Regions from separate parts of the Sus scrofa genome. Here region 1 is linked to region 2. A link is a contact called in public HiChIP or PLAC-seq data. All regions are on one chromosome and are shown on one strand. Each heading gives the region's core, a stretch centred on a gene start, on an enhancer-like site or on the middle of the called end of the contact. The rest is flanking DNA. Distances are from core to core; before and after follow the strand shown.

Region 1 (6,841 bases), core at 63-2,562, 230 kb before region 2:
ATTTAGTTTTAAAAATAGCACACCAAGTCAACTTGCCTGGTCCCCCATCATCTTGCTTGAAGAATCAGGATCCAGGGTGCAAACTAGGGAGAAAGGAAGGGGCAAAAAGGGGTTAGATTAATAGACGGTACGGATGGGGGTGGTGGTGAGAAATTCTCAGATACAGAGGAACTTGAAAAGGAAAAATTGTTGCCCCTGCAAAGAGGAACCAATGCAGACAGGGGGCGGGGAACCAAATCGATCAACAAGGGATGAGAAAAGAGGAAGGTCAGCGATAGGAATGAAAAGACCTGACGTCATTAAAAGAATAGGTACAAGCAGGGCTGCTCTGCATGATTTTTGTCTTCCATCCAGCTAGTGTCTCAATTGTTACAAATTCTTTCTGTTGTCTTGATAATTAGTTTTGGCATATAGCAGTTTGGGAGAATTTGGTTTGGGGTGCCCTTCAAAATAAAATTGATGCTATGGGCCAGCCATGCGGACTGGAAATCTGACTTGTTTTCCCTGCACTGGTGATGGATTGAGCTGCTTGAGCCACCAGCCCTCCCTTTCACACTACCCTTTGTGACCAACTCTATGGTCTGGGATGACAATTTTCTTTTCTCTCTACATGAAAAACGACTCGTTTCTAGTAGCATTAAATTATGATTTCATTCCATATTTTTAAAAAAGTGGACAAACTCTTACAAGCTGACTTCATAGGGCAATATCCCAAAATATAAGAAAAAACCAAATGCCCAAAGTATTGAGGCCTCAGTGAATCAGTGTTGAGTCTAGGGATGCTGAGCCTAACACGGCTGCCTTACAGCTGTCACTGTAACAACTACCATTACAAGCTGCACTGCTTTGTTGGGTCTCTTTTTCTCACTCTCCATTCAGTTCAGTTCACATTATGCATTTTTCTCCAAGGTGTTGAGAAGGAACAAAAACATGGGCTTTGGAGTCAGGCAGCCCTGGGTTGGGGGTCCTCGCTCTATCTGGCTGTGGGATCTTCTCAAAGTCACTATTAAGTATGGATAATGAGGTCTACCTTCTAGGGTTGCTGAGAAAGGACAAATGAAACAGCCCATGGAAAGAATGTTGCCAAATACCTAGGAGTCAGTATGTGTAATTTCCTGTGGATGAAGTGGAGCTGACTACTTCCAAACTCTTGATTTATCATAAGCTCCAGTCTATCCAAAGCACTAAATGATAACAAGATTTCAGTCTCTTTTATTCTGCCTTTTTTTTAATGTCATATTCCATTTGAGTCCTAAGCATGTAAGCAGGTACCATGGAATGTAAACAAGGAAACAGAATATACTGAATGAATCATATGTGAAACAATGCTGTGACTCACACAGATGCAAGAGCTGCTTGGCTGCCCGAGAGAATTAACATTAGAATGTTTAAAAAGAGACAACATAGGAATAAGCTATTTTAGTCAAGCAAAAACAAATTTATATTCATTAGTTCTGAAAATAAAATTAGACTTTTCCAACCCTTAACATCTGCATTTAATAATATCTTCTAACCAAAATACAGATGTGAAAACAGCAAATTACAATATAATCTTGTACAGCATACAGTATGTTCACTGTTCACACTTTACTTGAATTCTAGTTGGTCGTTATGTACTCAATGCATAAACATCACTTATAATAAAATTTTCACAATTAACAAAAAATGTGACAAGGCTGTCTTAAAACGGCTCTGCTATAAATTGTATAGAATATACAGAATTACAAAGTCAAGTATTTTTTATCAAAATATACACCCCTCCCTGAAACTAACACAAGCTATCAACATTTTAAACGAATAATACAGTTATAGAAAATATTTGCAAAATTATTTTTTCATGTATAAATATTCTGCCATATTTACTTTGGTCTAGAATTATTAGCATACAAGTCCACTTAAAAAATACCCACGTGTAAGGGCTGGGAGACATCACTACATGTAATAATTTTATATTTGGAGTTACCTCAAATCAAAATGACTGAAATACACAATAATTCTCCTTGATTCATAAGCCTAATTGAGATTAAACAAATGAGTCGGTCACAGGATTGCTTATTTGATTTTCTAATCAATGCAAAAATGATTTTCATAAGCCCTTTGTGACTATCTCTTTAACAAAACCCAAATGAATAGTGCAGGTATACATATATACAACATATAAAATAAAGTTGAATTCATCTGCATTTTCCCATTTTCCTCTATTACATAATACTGTTTGTAAGTGAAAGTAGATGAACTAAAAAGATAAAAGATAAATGCAAATACAGTATCGGGGTTATTTAACAGCAAAGTACTACAGTATAAAAAGGTCAGCTTTGATCATGTCCTTTTCTAGGTGTTTAAATGCTTTCTTGCCCACCCCAATCCATACTAAGTCTTCTTTGTGGAGGCATCACAACACTTGGAGAGAGAAACTGGAGTCTTTTGAGCTACTTCTTCACAACAATTAACTGTGCAACCTTGGGTTTCCAGCTCTCAAATCCCATGAACATGCATGGCTGCAGGTCCTCCTTGAGCCAGGTTCCAGATTCTGCTCATACTTGTGATCAAAGGGTAAGAATGTATTCTCTCTCTCTCTCTCTCCTATTCAGGCCGATTAATAAGTAAGAATCATGAATTCCAGCTCCCCAGGAACCTAGTCCACATGATAGCATATCCTACAGGGCAATTAGATTTTGAGGGCAGTGTTCATGGTGTGGGTTAGCTTAAAAGAACATTAAGAAACAGAAGTGGGTTTTTAGCAAAGTTGTAGATGTCTACAAACATGAAGACAAGGCATCTGGCTTGTGGATATATTTCTGAGTCACATAAGTAAGTGATGGAACTGCGTCACTCCACGTTCTATCCACCCACCCCCAAAAGACAAAGCTCTGTTGGAGGCAAGGAAGGCCATCACTTCCTCTGCCCACCCAAGTCACTAATGGGTAGGGCAGGGCTATGTCTTTCTTTTCTTTTTTTAATATACTTGTGGGCTGCATAATCTCCAAGAAGGCTAACAGTTGTAGGGATTAGGTTTTCTGTCCCTTTCAAGTGCCTGGGAATTCACCACCGTACACATGCCTTGTGCTACATTTCCTCCACACTCTTTCGGCGGCATGGAAGGTGTCAGGTTTTACTTGAACCCTTGAGCCTGGTTACATCTATTTGGAAAGACCTCCATGTCCATGGTCTTGTGGTAGATGGAAGACTGCAGGGAGTTTCAGAAGAATGTGACCTTTCTTCATTTTCTAAAGTGAGGCCACTAAAAAGGAATATACAGCACAGCACAGGTAACCACAGGTAACTTCTGGGAAGGCTCTCCCCCACAGATAAGGCATGACCTATGTTTTCTGTGACTTGAGTAGACCAGTTTAATAACAGCTCAGCCATAACTTCAAGAGAACAGCATTCCATCTGAAAGCATACACATGCTCTAAAGTCATATTCAAAATGCTCTTGACTGATTTTTACATCAGTTCTCATTATTTGCAGGTCTATTGCTCATCATTATAATTCTCTACAGGGGACATGGACAGTTAAAAGTTACCGTGATTTATATATGCATTTTACAAGGTTTGTGTTGCAGAAAAGTAGTTCTAGATAAACGTAGGAATGTCCTACTTGGGTTACTCATTTCACACACATTTTCAGCTATGTTATTAAGTATTTCATATGTATTCATTAATTTAAACAATTTTTAGTAGTGCAGAAGCTGGATGGGAATAATGACTGTCATAGCTCATTTACCATTTAACATATTTAGGAAGATGACATTTTCATGCTATTTGACCCTTTTTTTCCTCCAGTGACTAAAGACAGTTCAGCAGCCAGTTCCCATCAGCACTTATCAGAAAGTTTTGAATTGGGCCAAAATTAAACTCTCTCCCCCACCCCCCACTCCTTGCCACTGGCAGAAATATCCCAACTGAGCACTTCATAAACTTTCACAAGATACTTGGGATATTGGAAGATTCAGCTATTTTGTTTTTGTGCACTCTGCATGAAGTTAATGCCAAAACCCAAAGTAGATATTAGGATCCTTTTTTTTGGAATTTTCAAAAATGAGATTTTCTTTGTTACATTTCACTCCTTCATGACTGTTACGTGAACAAAACTAAACAAAAACAAAACAGTTAATTAAAACACACACAAAAAAACCAAAAAACCCCAAACCCATCAACTTATATTTTTTCTAACTATCACCATTCAAAGGACATTATCAGCAAGGGTTTGTACATTATCCTTTTGGTCACTGTCTTCTGAATCAAGGAAATGTGGATTCTCCAGGGGATGTGAGTTTTCCTGGCCCACGTCACCTTCTGTTTTCTCCCGCTGACTTGGGCTTTTGAACAAGTGTTTCTTCTGGTGCATTCCCAGGGCAGCAGCTGTTTTGCAAATTTTGGGGCACTGGAAGCAGGCATAGCCCTTCCCATTGTGCTCCTGAACGTGCCTCTGCTCATGATTCCTTTTCGTGGATAGATACAAAAAACTCTGAAAGCAGAACTGACAGTGGTATCGTTTTTCACCTGTGTGGATTCTTTCATGGATTTTGAGGGTCTCGTTCAAGGTGAAGGCTTTGTTGCAATACTGACAGACAAACTCCTTCACGCCCAGGTGGATACGCATGTGCTTCTGTAGGTTGCCTTGCACCGAGAAGCAGCGCCCACAGGTCTTGCACTGGTATGGCTTCTCGCCCGTGTGACATCTCATGTGCATCTTGAGGGTGGAGGGGCTTTGGAACGGCTTGGCGCAGAGCTCGCATGCATAAGGCCTGGCCGTGAGATGCCGGTGGGGCCTCCCTGGGTTCCCGGCCCCCGAGGCTTTGTCTCCGTCACAGAGCTCACACTGCAACTTGGGCATCTCTTTATTTTCTTCCTCCTCCAGGGGCTTCTCCTGGGGCGCCTTCCCCACGGCGCAGTCCAGTTCAGCAGGGTATTTACACTTACCACTTGGGCTCCTGTTCTCATGCTCCTTCCTCCAGTTGGCTTTCCTCATCTTTCTCAGCTGTCTGGATTTCTTCTTGGGTTTGTAGTTGTAGTAAGGGCGCCACGGTTTGTCCGTGGAATCCTGGTCACTGGCGTCGTCAAACATCTCACTCATCTCCATGCACTCGGCCTGGCAGAGCCCAAGGGGACTGGCCCTGTTTGTTTCCTGGTCACTCTCTTGGGGCAGGGTCTCCTCTTGGACTTGGTACTTGGACCTCCTCCCCCGTTTATAGAACAACTTCGATCCTAGGATGTGCCTTTTCACAATGGCTTCATTCCCAATTTTCACCGTTATTTGGCAAAGGGGTGCCACGTTGCTGTTTGTGGAGGTTCCGGGGAGAGCGGGCTTGGCGATGTAAGTTTCAATTTTACTGGTCTCTTTCATGATATTGGTGGTTTTGCTCAAGGACCCTCCAGGATCAGCAACGTATCTGGGCTCCTCTGGTATCTCCCCCCTGTTACACGGGATGGTTTTCTTTTTCTCCTTCCCACTTTTGGGTCTGTTGACACCCCTTCCCATTTTGTCTGGTTCAGGTCTGCCATCCTCTTTCGGAGTCTGACTGACAGCCAGGTCCAAAGGGGCTCTGGGCTTGTGGCCCATCTCGGGGGTGATGGCATTGCTGTGCATTATCACTGATGAAAACTGGCTGCTGTGCACGATGACCGAGGGGGCCGAGCCACTGTAGCTGATCACAGAGGCGGAGTTCTCACTGCCATTACTTGCGGACAAAGTGGGTGCTTCCCCCGCCCGGTGGTCTGAACTGCTGGTGTTTTCAGTGGAAGGAACTGACATCTCCGCTGAATAAAAGCGACTGTCCAGATCAACTTTCAACTCTCCCCTCTCTCCCCATTTGGTACCCTCTGTGTTTTGTACACTGGCAGGAGTGGGCAGGTCCTGGCGTGCTGGTGTTTCCAATGGAATGGCTGGACTGTTGGTCAAGGTGCTTACACTGTCTTGGAAATTCAGAGTAGGTAATTCAGAGCCGTGTGGATTCTGAATAACATAGGGACCAGGTGCCGACTCATTCATCTGACTATTTTCTCGAGTGTTTTCGTAGGAAGAATGTCGGTAGCTCTTGTAAGGAGCCCTTTTGCATTTCATGGGCAGAAGCCTATAAAGTTTATATGGATAGACACTAGGCTTCAATCCTCCATTCGCTGTTTTTTTACTGATGGAAAGTCTGTGATCGATGGCATGGAAAGACTTCTGGTGGTTTTTGAGTATATAGTAGGTCATGAACGTTTCCAGGCAGAAAATGCACTGATACCGCCTCTCTCCTGTGTGCCAAATCTCATGTCTTGTCCTGTACTCAGCCAGTGCAAATACTTTGTTGCAGTAATGGCAAGGATATGTTCTTCTCCATGAGTGAACATTTGCATGTCTTCGGAGGCTGGATAAAGTCACATAACTACGTTTGCATACAACGCAGCTGTAGAGCATTTGCCCATTAACGAATTTGACCATGTGGTCTGTTTCTGGCAAGGTACTTCCAGGACTGGAAAATTCACCCATCCTGTTCTCAGATAATAAAGATTCTGGACCTGTGAAGGAACTTCCGTTCTGCCCAATGGTGGGATAGTTTTCTAAAAAGCGCTGATTCCCTCCGGGAACGGGCATGTGGCTTGACCTCATACAGATCTGCTCGTGCCGATCCAGTCTGTTGAGGGTGCTGAACTGCTTGTTGCAGTACTTGCACACTAAAGGCTCCTGGGTTGGCTTGTGAAGCTGCATGTGGGCGCTGAGCAAAGTGCTACTGTCGAAAGATTTGGAGCAACAGCTACAATTGTAAACGAGAGGTGGAACCTCTGTGGCTGGTGGCCCAGGGACTTCAGAGGATTTATTTTCATCTTCTCTGGGAAAACGGACCTCTCCTTCA
Region 2 (7,207 bases), core at 4,550-7,049:
TTTTTATCACTTGCTACCAAGAGTCCTGAGTAGCACAAGCCCATAGCACAGTGGCTGGCACATGGGTCCCTGCAAAATAGTAACTATTTTCATTGTTATTCACCTGATAGAGGTGCAAGCTATGCTCATTGATGACCAGAAAACAGAGCAGAAAGGAAAAAGTGCAGTGCCATTTGCTTGTAAGGCTGGTCTCCTGTTCTCAGCCTTTATCCTTTCTGCACATACATTTTGGCGCCCACAGAAGCTTAAAATTCACTGAAAGTCAAACCCTCCCATTGTGTAAAAATAGTCCCAGACTCACCCAAGTCATGAATATTCTGCCAGGCAGCACTTGCTGTGATTTTATGCAAGCAGCCCCTGCCTGGAGCAGCTGGGAGCAGGTGTCTGTCTTCAATTCAGTTTCAGTCCGTTGAGCACAAAAGCTGAGCAAATATTTGTACAGCGTCCTTTGTGCAGCTTTCCTGCACTGTAGACATAGGGAAACAGTGGGCTATGCCCCTACCTTTAAAGGGCTGATGAGGGGGAAGACAACTCATCTAGGATGGAGACTGAGGTAACTTAATGAAACCAGGGAGGCCCTGAGGTGTCCAGATGAGGTGGTTTATCAGCACCAGGTTCTAAGTTCCAAAGATCTGTGCTATCCACTACACTGCCTTCTGACAGAATTATAGAACCATACAAAACATTTCTTTTGTGCCCCCCATAATACGTACATTAAGAATTTTTTTGGCCATGCCCAATATGTACATTAAGATTTTTTTTTTTTTGGAGTTCCCATCATGGCTCAGTGGAAATGAATCTGACTAGGAACCATAAGGTTGCGGGTTCAATCCCTGGGTTAAGGATCCAGCGTTGCTGTGAGCTGTGGAGTAGTTCGCAGACATGGCTCCTATCTGGTACTGCTGTGGTGTAGACCAGCAGCTGTAGCCCTGATTAGATCCCTAGCCTGGGAACCTCCATATGCCACGGGTGCAGCCCTGAAAAGACAAAAAAAAAAAGAATTTTTTTTCTGGTCACACTTGTGGCATGTGGAAATTCCTGGGCCAGGGATCAAACCCACGCCACAGCAGCAACCCGAACCCCTGCAGTGATAACACCAGATTCTTAACCTACTGCATCACAGCAGGAATTCCGTGAATATTGTTATTCTTATTTAATGGCCTTGCCCCCAGCATATGGAAGTTCCTGGGCCAGGGATTGAATCTGAGCCACAGCCATGACCTACGCTGCGGCTGTAAGCAACATTGGATTGCTTTAACCAACTGTGCTGGGCCAGGGATTGAACCCTCACCTTTGCAATGACCTGAGCTGTTGCAGTTGGATTCTTAACACACTGCACCACAGTGGGAACTCCAAAATGTTATTTTAAAGTTCCATTTACTATGGATTTTGTTTCTCTGATTATAAAAGTACCCACTTATTGTGAAAAGACTAAGTACACCGAGATGAAAATTTTAATTACTCATAATAAGTTTGTGTCAAATACTATAATCAAACTAAGATTTAAAGCAAAAAGACAATCCCATGCTTGCTTCCACTCCACCACTGGCTACCCCAGGGCATCAGGGAAATAAATAATCCTGCAGAAAGTTAAAGTTCTTTTCTTAGGTGCTTTCAAAAATTCTGCGCTCTCCTTAACACGTGTTAAAAACTACTATTTGGGCCTCCCAGCTCCAGGGTGGTCTGTCCTCTATTACTTATGTATGCATGAATCACTGTATTTGCTACCAGCTGCAACCCCTTCTCCCCACTGCAGTAGGCTTATTATACAAGCCCCAGCCCCTCCTGAGAACAACCAGGGAGGGCAAACTCATTTTACTATCTATCTGGGTAAAATCTAATTAGAAAGGCAAATCTAGAAGAACAGAACACAAAATAACCACGTTAAATTTAAAAAAAGGGGGGGGGGAAGAGATGCCTTCAACCTTAAGCCAGCACACACACACACACACACAACTGAAGTAACTTGCTGAATCATAGATCTAAATATTCATTTTTACCCTCTAAACTCTGAGCCCAACCAAAAGATATGTCTAAGGAAAAAAGAAACAGGAGTTTCCTGGTGGCCCAGCAGGTTAAGGATGCAGCATTTTCAACTGCTGTGGCTAGGGTTTGATCCCTGGCCCAGGAACTTCCCCATGCTGTAGGCATGGCCAAAAAGCAAAAAAAAACAAACAAGCAAACACAAGATGAACTCCCACGAGCCTTATTTAGAAACGGTAAAACCACACCAAGGATTCCAATTGTCTATTTCATCTATGACAGTGTTGGAAACACATTTACAAAAATTGGATGAATGGCCCAGGAGCCCATACCTCTCTCATTTTACAATTAGAAACCAAAGAGAAAGGAGACAGGAGGACAGGAGGGATCTGGTAGAGATTTCTGTAATCTCAGGGCCACTTGGGGGACAAAAATGGGAGGTCGGCACCCATAAGAAACTTGGGACCCAGCTAACACCCAGACTTTGGGTTCACCTAGAACCCAAAACAGAAAAGATGGAAGCTGGGAAACAGCTTTTGAATGCTGAAAGAAAATCACTGGCAATATACAATTCTGTGCCCAGAGAAAATGAGGGACAGAGGGTAATTTGCCCCAAATCAATCACAGTAATGGAAAAGAATGTCCATTCTGCTCTGATTGTGTAGAGGGTCATATAAGTGTCAATTTATTTATTTATTTATTTTTGCCTTTTCTAGGGCCGCAGCACATGGAGGTTCCCAGGATAAGGGTTGAATCGGAGCTGTTGCTGCCGGCCTACACCACAGCTCACGGCAACGCAGGATCTATAACCCAGTGAGCAAAGCCAGGGATCGAACCCGCAACCTCATTGTTCCTAGTCAGATTCATTAACCACTGAGCCATGACAGGAACTCCCCATATAAGTGCAAATTAAGTCAACAGTGGTTTTCAACTCGGTCATATCCTCACTAATTTTTTTTCTGCTTTTCTACAAGTTATTGAATGGTTGGCATCTACAATATTTAATATAATCAATTTATTTCTCCTTTCAGATCTATTAATTTTTGCTTCATGTGTTTTTTTTATTAGAGTTGATTTACAATGCTGTGCCAATTTCTGCTGTACAGCAAAGTGACCCAGTCATACATACATATATACATTCTTTTTCTCATATTATCTTCCTTCATGTTCCAGCCCAAGAGATTGGATATAGTCCCCTGTGCTGTACAGTAGAACTTTATTGCTGCTTCATGTGTTTTTAAGCTTTTATTAGGTTCATAAATGTTTTAGATTTTTATGTTCACTTGATGAATTGCCCCTTTATTCCCCCCCCCTTTTTTTTTTTTTTGGTCTTTTGTACTTTTAGGGCCACGCCCACGGCATATGGAGGTTCCCAGGCTAGGGGTCAAATTGGAGTTGTAGCCGCCAGTCTATGCCACAGTCACAGCAATGCCAGATCTGAGCCACAGCTCACAGCAACACTGGATCCTTAACCCACTGAGCTGAGGCCAGGGATCAAACCTTCGTCCGCATGGATACTAGTCAAATTTGTTTCCACTGAGCCACGATGGGAACTCCAAAGTAATAAGTAAGCGTAAAGTTGTATAATGCTTTTTTATTCAATCTGACAGTCTGCCATTTACTTGAGGTATTTATTTTTAGTTAATGAGATTAATAATTTGATTGGGTTTAATGGTATCATTTTACTATTTGTTTTCTATTCGGGGTTTTTTGGTGGGGGTGTACTGGCAGCATACGAAAGTTCCCTGAGCCAGAGACTGAACCTGTGCCATAGTGACCCGAGCCACTGCAGTGACAACTCCAGATCCTTAACCTGTTAAGCCACAAAGGAACTCCTTGTTTTCTATTTGTCCCATTCTATTTTTTCCTTTTTTTTGCTTTTGTTTATCAAGGGTTTTGTTTGTTTTTTGTTTTTGTCTTTTTGCCATTTCTTGGGCCGCTCTCTCGGCATATGGAGGTTCCCAGGCTAGAGGTTGAATCGGAGCTATAGCTGCTGGCCTACGCCACAGCCACAGCAAAGTGGGATCCAAGCCATGTCTGCAACCTGCACCACAGCTCACGGCAATGCTGGATCCTTAACCCACTGAGCAAGGCCAGGGATGGAACCCACAACCTCATGGTTCCTGGTCGGATTCGTTTCTGCTGAGCCACAGCAGGAACTCCCATCGAGTATTTTTTTTAGGATCGCTTTTTACCTTCTTTGCTTATTTGTTGTATCTCCTTGTTTTTCTTAAATTTTCAGGGGTTGTATTCAGGTTATGGTATACATTTTTAGCTTTGCACAGTCATGCTCGTTTTATTTTACCACTTGATGTACAGTATAAGAAACCTATAGCCATATTCTTTGATTTCCCCTCCTGTCCTTTGCAATATGGTTTTCATATATTTTATGTCTACATTTGTTATAAACTCCATGATGTACTGTTATCACTTTTGTTTTAAACCATCAACTATCTTTTAAGGTGATTTTTAAAATAAGAAAAAGTCATTTTATACTTACTTACATATTAACCATTCCTGGTGCTCTCTGTTTCTTTGCATAGATCCACATTTCCATCTATTCTCATTTCCCTTTTGCCTGAAGGACTCTCTTTAACATTTCTTATACTATATATCTTGTAGTGATAAATTCTTCCAGCTTTCATATGTCTGAAAAAACACCTTGACTTCACCTTTGTTTCTGAATATTTTCACCTGGTATAGAATTCAAGGTTGACAATGGATTTCTTCCAGTACTTTAAAGAGGTTGCTACACTGTCTTCCGATTTGCATTGCTTCCTAGAAGAATCTATTGTCATTCTTGTCTTTTTTCCCCTGCTTGCTTTTGTAATTTTCTCTTTATCTCTGGTTTTAAGCGTTAGATGATCATTTGCTTTGATGTAGTTTTCCTCTTGTTTCCTCTGCTTGGGGCTTAGTGAGAAACCTATTCGCCTCCCTTTAGTGGGAGCTCAAAAGAGTCCAACCACACAAAAAACTAAATAAAGCACTGTCAGATCTAACTAATGTTGGATATAGCTACTCCCTCAATGACCAGAGCACCCAGCATATTTGCACACATTGTACAAGGAGCAAGGAGCAAAAATAGCCCTCACCTCTCGCTCCTCTCCCTCTTCCCTCTACCCATCATACCTGGCTCGATGACCCTGTCCCACTCCCTTGGATCCTCCCTGGGCTGCAAAATGGTGCAAAGCAGAGAAGTTGAGTTGAACTATCCACAGTCTGGGGTAGAGTGGAAAGCAAGCCTGGGACAGCTGGGGTGCTCCCTGCTATCTCAGAGAACCAAAGGTGGGATTGACCCAAGTCCCGTAAGGACAGGACAGGTGGGTGGGCAAAGAATGGAGAGGTTTCAAGAAGCTTCCAACCCTCATTGATTCATTTCTTGAGTGCCTAGGGCATGTCCAGCATCATGCTGGGTGCCTTGAAGACACAGTGAATCATCAAGGCCTGAGCAGCCTCCAGGGCCTGTCTGGGGAATCATCTGGTCAAACAAGCAACAGATCACAATGGGATCACTGTGGATTTGGCAGGGAAAAAAAACGTAATCTAATCCCATTTCACATAAGTGATAGAAGTGATAGCCTGGAGAGGTCCAGAGACCTGCAATGTGGTGGTCGAGTCTACATAGTATTATGGACCAGGGCTGGTTTCCCTTCCCCTGTTTTAGGTGTCTCATCAGTGCAGCCCTGCTCCACAGATCAAGAACCCGCTAGCTGGTCATGACATCATGATTCTTCACCAGGGTCTTCTGTGTGGGTCCCAGGTCCCTGTCCCAGGTCTGTACCATTCAGAGGTGGGTCCCACTCAGCTCCTGCTGCCTCATGTGGCTGTGACTTGTCACTGCAGTGGGCCTGTCAGCTTCTCAGACGGTAACGTGCTGAATCCCCCAGAGTGCCTTGCACATGCCTGGCAAGCAATAAATGTCTGGTGATCAAGTCTCTGTTAATGAAAGGCAACGACTTCATCAGTAAATATTGATGGATTTGAGACTCTGGCTCACTGTGGACAACAAGCCAGGGCTTTTGCCAGAGGAGGCAGGAAAGAATTCTCAATAAGCTGGATGTGTTCCAGTCCCTTACATGGACAAATCTGTAATTGATTCAGGGGGCTGTAAAGGAGGAGGAGGATCTCTGTTGTCATGGCGACTCTGAAAAAAAAATTTTTCAACGGCATCCCAGACATTGAGGCTCTGAAGTAATGGCCCTTTTGAAATTGAATCATAATAGTTCCGCCTGCCCTTGCTCAGTGGGTTAACGATCCGGCGTTGCCGTGAGCTGTGGTGTAGGTTGCAGACGCGGCTCGGATCCTGCGTTGCTGTGGCTCTGGCGTAGGCCGGTGGCTGCAGCTCCGATTCAACCCCTAGCCTGGGAACCTCCATATGCCGCGTGAGCGGCCCAAGAAATAGCAACAACAACAACAAAAAACAACAACAGAAAAAAGACAAAAAAAAAAAAAAAAAAAAAAAAAAAAAAAAAAAAAAAAAAAAATTATGAAATTGAATCATATTAATAAGATCTACCCGACTGAACAATGTGTTTGTTTGTTTCTTTATTTTTTTTTATTAGATGCATTATTAACTTGGCTAGCAGCAAGACCTTGTAAATGCAAAGTGCCCATTCAAGGAGAATACCACTTCCAGCATGGAATAAATAAGGCTGCAGCTCATTAATTCCACAGATCTCAGAGGATAAGGAATAAACTCTGTGAATGATGATCTTGGGTCGTAGATTCTTGAAGGGTCTAGGTTGTGTGTGGGTCGCTTCTCTTGAGTGAATCCTCAAAACGTGGGGCAGCCTACCCCACCCAGGCCATCAGACCAGGCTGATCAAGAGCATCAGAGGAAGTTGAGGAATGAACAAGAAAATTTCGCAGAAGTTCTACATTGTGCAAGAGAGGAATTGTAAGAATCTTGAATCTAACAGCTTTCCTGACCCATGTCACTTTTAAACATTGGATTTAGTAATATTTGGTGTTTATTGAGCAAGTAACATGGCAAATAGGCTCTTAAATGTCCCCCAATGATCCCCAGCTCCTGGTATTCACACCCTTGTGTAATCCCTTCACCTTCAGTGTGGGCAGGGCCTTACTTTTTTTTTTTTTTTCCCCTTTTAGGGCTGCACCCAGCCCTAAAAGGAAAAATTGGAGCTACAGCTGTGGGCCTAGACCACAGCTACAACAACGTGGGATCTGAGACTCATCTGCAACCTACACGACAGCTCATGGCAAT

Evidence for each region. HiChIP or PLAC-seq counts read pairs in DNA pulled down with a chosen protein or histone mark.
Region 1: an H3K27ac HiChIP or PLAC-seq map of alveolar macrophages shows a contact between it and region 2. The contact joins two enhancer-like sites. A contact is called at or near these places in 7 of 47 Hi-C or Micro-C datasets (embryonic fibroblasts, mesenteric adipose tissue, omental adipose tissue and 3 more) and 1 of 2 datasets of contacts at active chromatin or transcription factors (alveolar macrophages).

Annotation. Positions count from the first base shown.
Region 1 is chr13:82,189,677-82,196,517 of Sscrofa11.1, reverse strand. ZBTB38 (zinc finger and BTB domain containing 38) reads right to left here. Exons shown (of 1, transcript NM_001195373.1): 1 at 4,186-6,841. The coding sequence ends at 4,186. Among named protein-coding and RNA genes, the nearest start is that of ZBTB38, 4.3 kb to the right of the region's middle. Within about 2 kb of position 1,312, at least 9 of the 83 cell types and tissues checked have an H3K27ac peak or open chromatin away from gene starts, as enhancers often do. A contact at or near this core is called in alveolar macrophages, where this site is marked.
Region 2 is chr13:81,960,268-81,967,474 of Sscrofa11.1, reverse strand. All of the region lies in intron 2 of PXYLP1 (2-phosphoxylose phosphatase 1), which reads right to left. Among named protein-coding and RNA genes, the nearest start is that of PXYLP1, 13 kb to the right of the region's middle. Within about 2 kb of position 5,799, at least 9 of the 83 cell types and tissues checked have an H3K27ac peak or open chromatin away from gene starts, as enhancers often do. A contact at or near this core is called in alveolar macrophages, where this site is marked.